2 separate regions of the Mus musculus genome follow, and region 1 is linked to region 2. The links are chromatin contacts, called in public promoter capture Hi-C maps. All regions are on one chromosome and are shown on one strand. The core of a region is the stretch at or near the end of the contact, and the rest is flanking DNA. Distances in the headings are between cores, read along the strand shown. Region 1 holds the start of Crlf3 (cytokine receptor-like factor 3). Region 2 holds the start of Evi2b (ecotropic viral integration site 2b).

What was found. Capture Hi-C pulls out chosen DNA fragments and counts their contacts.
Region 1: a promoter capture Hi-C map of liver shows a contact between it and region 2, with 3 times the contacts expected there. The contact joins the promoter of Crlf3 here to the promoter of Evi2b in region 2. A contact is called at or near these places in 2 of 39 promoter capture datasets (liver and pre-B cells), 10 of 484 Hi-C or Micro-C datasets (B cells, CD4 T cells, CD8 T cells and 4 more), 4 of 115 datasets of contacts at active chromatin or transcription factors (bone marrow-derived dendritic cells, embryonic forebrain, memory CD8 T cells and 1 more) and 2 of 9 other capture datasets (adipose tissue and liver).

What each region holds. Positions count from the first base shown.
Region 1 is chr11:80,079,389-80,082,907 of GRCm38.p6, reverse strand. It overlaps Crlf3 (cytokine receptor-like factor 3), which reads left to right and starts at 1,917. Exons shown (of 8, transcript NM_018776.2): 1 at 1,917-2,124. The coding sequence starts at 1,996.
Region 2 is chr11:79,522,283-79,525,979 of GRCm38.p6, reverse strand. Evi2b (ecotropic viral integration site 2b) reads left to right here and starts at 2,218. Exons shown (of 2, transcript NM_001077496.1): 1 at 2,218-2,368. The region is part of intron 36 of Nf1 (neurofibromin 1); the gene reads right to left. It overlaps Evi2 (ecotropic viral integration site 2), which reads left to right. Exons shown (of 4, transcript NM_146023.4): 3 at 2,245-2,368.

The sequences.
Region 1 (3,519 bases), core at 668-3,167, 560 kb before region 2:
TATGTGCACTATGTGTATGCCTGGTACTCTCAAAAGCCAGAAAAGACGGTCAGATTCCCCATGACTGGAATCAGAGACAGTCCTGAGTTACCATGTCAGTGCTGGGAATCTAACCTGGCTCCCCAGGAGGAACAATCAAAGCTCTTAACCACTGAGGCATCTCTGTAGTTCCTTCCAAACTTTACCTGCAAATATAGTATTCTGTTCTATCTTTTCAGCAACTCTTGTCCATATATTTATTAGACTCTCCTCCTACTCCTATCCTTAAGTTTGTCTTTCCTACTTTGTCCTACTGTTTTCTACTCGCATGGTTAATGCCTTAATTCATTTAGCAGATACCAACTATTTACTAAGTATTAGGCTATGTTATCTTTAGGATAAAAACAGCTCTTCTGGCCACTCTCTCCATTTTTCTTTCAAAAGGGCTTCCTTCTATTTTCTTTACTTTCTTATTTTATTTATTCATTTTTTGTTTGTTTGTTTGTTTGAAGATTACGGTTTCTCTGTGTAGCCCTGGCCATTGTGGAACTCAGTCTTTAGGCCTCAAACTCAAAAGATTTACCTGTCACTGGCTGGGACTAAAGGGGTTTGTCACCACTGCCCAGCTGTTTTCCTTATTTTCAAGTATTCTTTTATTTCTTCTTCTCCTCTCTTCCTTCCCCTCCCCACTTTATTTATTTATTTATTTATTTATAGACCAGGCTGGCCTGGAACTCCCCCTCCCTACTTTTGAAAGTGTCTTTTTTTTTTTTCCAGACAGTGTTTTATATCACTCACGTTTCTCCCAGACTCACTACGTAACAACCAGATAACTGTTCTGAGTTCCAGATCTTCCCAAGAGCTGGGAGTAGAGGGTATGCCCCTATGTTTCGCCCATGTGGGAAGAACAGTCTGACCTGGAACATCTTCGATCTGGCCTCTAATACAGATCCATTGCATAATCCTGAGACAATCCTGTACCGTGTCTGATCCTGCTGAGGACAATTTACACACCTTGGGCTTATGGCTCATTTAAGGACTCAAATCCAACCAGTTTTAGTGTGGCTTTTCAGCAGATCACTTTTTACCGTTTTAATAGTTTGGGGGGAAAATTACAAAGACCATGTTGTGACACGTGAAAGTTATTATGCCATATCTAAAATTCTGTATTGAAAGGTTTATTTTTACATCCTTGTTGTCCAATCTGCCTTTTTTGCTCCCCATTCCAAGCAACCCTCCTTCCCCGGCCTCTCTTAGGGCTGAAACACAGGAGCAAGCGGCTCCTCTTGTTTTTACTATACATGGTCACACCCATTTACTTAATACAGCGAAACATACACTTTATCACATGCCAGCAGATATTTATCGGGAGGCCCTTACCGAAGAAAACGTGCCATCATTCGCCTTGGCCTTCTGCCAAGATTGCTGTACAGCTGGTCATCACTTGGGCCTCTCTCTCTCTTTCACCTCCCTCCTAAGAGTATCTAGGTAGTGGCGCCTGGGTCAAGTATCCTCCCAAAATTCCCGCCTCAGCTGGCATTTACTAGGAAGGTAGTACAGCGACGATTTAAGGCCCAGAGCTGTAGCCTCGGCCCTGGAGATCATGCACTGAGTTTAGGAGAGTAGATCCCCCCTCTGTGTCCCTCCACTTCCTCCACTGTGCAGGGCAGATAAGTAGTGCAGTAAGATAAGAAGTGGGAAGCACTTAGAGACGTGTTCACGTGTTTCTACTCTAGCCTCCACTTGTTTCCTGAGGAAGTGTCCAGGCGGGCGCAGCAAAGAGGCCGGAGGAGGAGCTGAGCAGACGGCGCAGCAGGTTTCACTCACTCAGACCAAGGCGCCATTAGTGCCTGTGTCCCCCCCACCCCCACCCCCCGGCGTCTGTCAATCAAGCGGCAGCGGGGGCGGGGCGTGAAGGACAGGGCAGGGCGGGGCGGCGCTTCCGCTGCGCGAGGCCGCTCGGGGTCGCTCGCGGGAGCTAGGCGCAGTCGGGAATCCGGCGGGCCGCGCGACCAGATGAAGGGCGCGATGGAGCCGGAGCCCGAGGTGCTGCTTCAGGAAGCCCGCGAGAACGTGGAGGCGGCGCAGAGCTACCGGCGGGAGCTGGGCCAGCGGCTGCAGGGGCTGCGGGAGGCGCAGAGGCAGGTCGGAGGGCCGCTGCGGGCCTTAGAGGGCGCGGGCCGGAGGGTGGGCGCGCGCGGCGGGGGCGCCCCGAGGCTCAGCAGAGGAAGTGGGTCGCAGACCTGTGGGAGACGTGACATGGGGAGGTGGGTCCTGCAGAGTTCTTCAAGGGAAAGATAAGTTTGGCGGACTGAGAAAGAGTTTGGGGAGCGCTCCTGAGCCGCCTCGCGGGGCACTTGGTGAGCGTAGGGGTGGTGTCCGAGGATGAACCACGGGAGCAAAACCCGAGGGATCGCAGAGTGAAGATCGGAAAAGAGAGTTGGGAGGAAGAGGGCATAGTCAGGGGAAACCTGCGACAGATAACTCGGTTTAGAAAGCCTGAGGGCACTGACCTGGGGACAGTAAAGGTGGAGACGAAGTAGAGGGAGAGGGAAGAAGTAAGGAGAAATGGAGAGGTTGAGCAGCAGTGACCTTAATGCCGAATGAATGGGGACGGGGGGGGGGGGGGGTTGTTATTTGAACATCTCACAAGATCCCGAACGCCTTGAACAACCTTTTAGAGTAATCTCTAGACAGGCTAGAACTGAAGGTGAAGGATGTTGAAGGGCAGAAGGAGCAAAACAAGATGTTTCAGGGAGGGTATACAAAGGTGAAGGGAAATGGAAAAACAGATTTTAAGAGAGGACTGGTAATAGAAGAGGCTAAATACACTTTCAAGTACTGCAGTTATCTCTCCACAAGGAAAGGTCGAACAGAGATAGCGGAAAGCCACATGGCTCCTCTCCACTCTCAAAGGTATACAGAAAAAGATATAAGCCCCTGCTAATGCTAGATAAGATAGATAATCCTCACATTACTATTAAGTGCTTTAGTTAATGCTTTTTGAGGAAATGGAAATTCATTAGAATTTCTCTAGGCCTAGTTTTGTAGGGTACCGTCACACTGGTAACTCCAGTGCTGCTGTGCCGAAGCAGAAAATGGTGAAGTAGTGCTGCGATAATCTTCGAATATTGTCATTGCTAATAATTTAAACCTCTCTAGAGCTGGTGTAGGCCAGGCATCAACAGTTGAGCTAGAACTAGGATCAGAATCCAGATACGACTTATGATTTAAACCTGATTTGGTGAATACTTTCAAGGTCTTCCAATGCAGACATCTGGATTTCCTTTGGAAAGAATCTGCATTATTCCTTCTGCTATTTTGAAATAAATGTTGAAAATCTAGGATTTAAAAAAAAAAGGTTTAAAATACCCTCTTTTATATAGTACTGCTTAGTCTGTGAATTTCATGTATGCATACAGTGTATTTTATCTTAGTCACCTCCCACACCACCCCCTCGAACATTTTTAAATTTTAATTTTTTAATTATTCATTTATTTTTTTTGAAACAGGGTTTCTCTGTGTAGCTCTGACCGTCCT
Region 2 (3,697 bases), core at 969-3,468:
GTTTATTCAGTATCACTCTAGAGCTGGAGTTACAGGTGATGTTGAACCACCTAATGTGAGTCCTGGGAACTGAACCTGGGTCTTTGCAAGAGCAGGATGTTTCTTTTTTTTTTTCTTTTTTTTTTTTAATCTACCTACCTACCTATCTACCTACCTATCTATCTATCTACCTACCTACCTATCTACCTACCTACCTACCTACCTATCTACCTACGAACCTACCTACCTAATTACCTACCTACCTATCTACCTACCTACCTACCTACTTACCTACCTATCTGTTATTCAGCATTCTGCCTGCATGTATGCCTGCGTGCCAGAAGAAGTCACTAGATCTCATTACAGATGGTTATGAGCTACTATGCTGGGAATTGAACTCAAGACCTCTGGTTGTGCTCTTAACCTCTGAGTCATTTCTCCAGCCCTGTATGTTCCTTTGTTAAAAATGTAAGGATTTATTTTTATTTTATGTGGGTGTTTTGCCTGTATGTATGTCTATGCACAATGTTCATGCAGTGCCCTTGCCAGAAAAGGGTGTCAGATCCCCTGGAACTAGAGTTACAGACAGCTGTGACTTGCCAGGTGGGTGTTAGACTTGGGTACTCTACAAGAGCAGCAAATGCCCTTAACTATTAAGCCATCCCTCTAAGCCCTTAACATTTTCCTCTTAATTAGTGATTCATCCTGGCTACACATCAGAACCAAATAAAAATATCAATGCCTAATCTCACGCCCTCCACCTGATTCCAGTTATATTGAGCTGACTTTCAAGTCAAGTACTGGGTGTTTCTTCCTAACTTCCTAGATGATGTTACCTTTTTCCCCCGTATAAAAGATTTATTTATTATATATAAGTACACTGTAGCTGTTTCCAGATGCACCAGAAGAGGATGTCAGATTTCATTATGGATGGTTGTGAGTCTCCATGTGGTTGCTGGGACTTGAACCCAGGACCTTCTGATGAGCAGTCAGTGCTCTTAACTGCTGAGCCATCTCTGCAGCCCGATGGTGTTACCCTTGACCATCACATTTACCTCTGTCAACTCTGTTACTTCAAATTCTGGGTTACATCTTTAAATGAACTGTGTGTTGAGAGGCACATGAAATCAAATTATTTTCTTTCTATCTTTTTTAATGTGTATGGGTATTTTGCTTGCATATGTGTCTATGCACTACATATGTGTCTGGTGCCCACAGAGGCAAGAAGAGAGCACCAGATCCTCTCTAGGACTGGAGTTACAGATGGTTGTGAGCTTCCATGTGGGTGCTGGGAGCTGAACTTGGTTGTTTGGAAGAACAGTCAGTGCTCTTAACTGCTGATACAAATTTTCTCATGAATTTACTACTAGTTTTAAAAAAAAGTTCCTCTCCCTAAATGTTTAGTAAATCATAACCAGATAAAGCAAAGTGTCGATAAAATGAAAATTAAAGCACAGAGGGCAAGCAGACTTTCCCCTTTCACTTTTACTCTCCAGAGCATCATGAATGTCTTTCTTTCTCTCACATCTCTTCTGGCTGCTCTGCCCTAGTCCTTTTGTGGTTATAAGGTCTGGGGGTGGAGTGAGGGGTTTTGTTTGTTCTGTAATTCAGGCTGGCCTCAAAGTCACTGTGTGTGATGATCTCCAACACACCAGAGAGCCTCCTGCTCTGCCTCTAAAATGCTGAGATTACAGGCATGCATCATTATGCCAGGCTCTGCTTGTCTTCTTCAAGGGTAAAACAGACCTGATTGGAAATGACTTCAGACAGTTGCTCCCATTTTCTGCAATCAAAGATGAAGTTGGGTGGCAGACACAGAATAATTCAGTTATCCTCATGGAGTCAATTTAAGCTACCGATGAAGGAGTAACACTCACATGCACGGCTCACCTGCCATGGGAGGTGTCATCTTACCCAGTGCTCACAATGTTCCAAAACAGTAGGTTTTTAGAGGAGGAAATGGTGAGTGAGAAGGCACTGACTTGCCTGAGACCTACACAACATTCATTTCTTCTAATAAGAAATATCCCTCAGAATTTACCTCAGAATAGATAATTTCTCAGGCAAGACTCCGTCCTAAATTTTTAGATTATGGATCCCCATGCCTGGAGAGTCAGGGATCAGTTACAAACATCAGCTACAAGCACTTAAAGTTATATAGATTGTGTTTCAAAATACGCTCTGGTGAAGGAGCAAACTCTTAGTCATTCTGTGGCATATTGCACTTCCTGTAACGGCTACTGATAAACTTCCTCTGCTGCACAGAAGCCGTCTCAGTGCGCTGGAGACCACCGTTAATCCGCACTGAAACACCCCTTTGCTCTCTCAGCCAAATCACCAACATGTCCTGTTAGAACAAGAATTTACATTCTGCGAAAGAAGTTCACAGGTAAGCACACCTGGACACAGGCCCTCTGATTTCTGATTTCAGTTTTGCTTATTTATTTTAAAAACTAAAACAGTATTAGTGTTTCATACTTAGTTGAATTCAGCTCTCAACAGTTTAAAGATGTCTACAGAAAGTTTCTGTGGTCCTGCTGTGCAGAATTTTATAAATTTATACTCAGGGTTGATACTGTCTGAAAGATTTTTATCAAGATTTTAATATTATCAGCCCTTTGAAGTTTACTCAGTCAAAATATTTGTTAAATCACTTTAATAATTTTAAGTAAGGCAAGAGTTAAAAATAAAATTAAATTCTACAGGCTTTGACTAAATTTACAATCTCTAAAATATTGTTTAAAAAATTCTCAAGCTGGGGCAGAGCCTGCCCCACATGTATAAGGCCTGGGGTTTGGCCTGGCATTGTAAACAGAGAGGGGACAGAGTCTAAGTTACTTTCTACACAGACTGTCTATTCCTATAGATTTAGATTATCTCATCAGTATTTTCCCCACTATTTAGAAAGAAAAAAAAAAAAAAAGTCAGTGCTTTTACATGCAGCCCAGGCCGGCTTCTAACTCAGATCTTTCTGTCTCCAACACACAAGTTACTAGGATTAAAAGCATTCACTACCATTACTGGCATAAATTATTTTTGTCTAACACTTTAGTTTATAAACCATCAATGGTCACCTTCGTTTTAACTTAAAGAGAAATTAAATTAGATGTCATTTTTGTATAAAATAAATTTTATATTTAAGTAATAATTATGACATATATTATGTCATTTTAAAAGTTCCATAAGGCCGGACATGGTGGCGCATGCCTTTAATCCCAGCACTCAGGAGGCAGAGGCAGGTGGATTTCTGAGTTCGAGGCCAGCCTGGTCTACAAAGTGAGTTCCAGGACAGTCAGAGCTATACAGAAAAACCCTGTCTCGAAAAAACCAAAAAAAAAAAAAAAAAATAAGGTAAAAGTTCCATAAGGAAAAAATATTATGATAAAGTGGGTATGTGCATATTCACATGTGTGCTTATGCCACATACTCTGAGCTGACCTGTTAGTGAAGAATATGAACAGAAAGAAACATTCACAGAAAGAACGTTTTGTAAAAACTTGTTGGTATATACAAAAGATACTTGCCTTGTGACTAAATGGAACAATTACATAAAATAAATAAAAATGCACTGAGCTTCCAAAGACCTGCAATCCCAAAGAAAAATAATTTGGAAGTGGGTTAGGTCCTATTTTAACACTTTATCAACATAACTTTTCTTTATAGCATCCTGGTTTAATTAATTAATTAAAGTCCTGGAACTCTGTAATCAGGCTGGCCT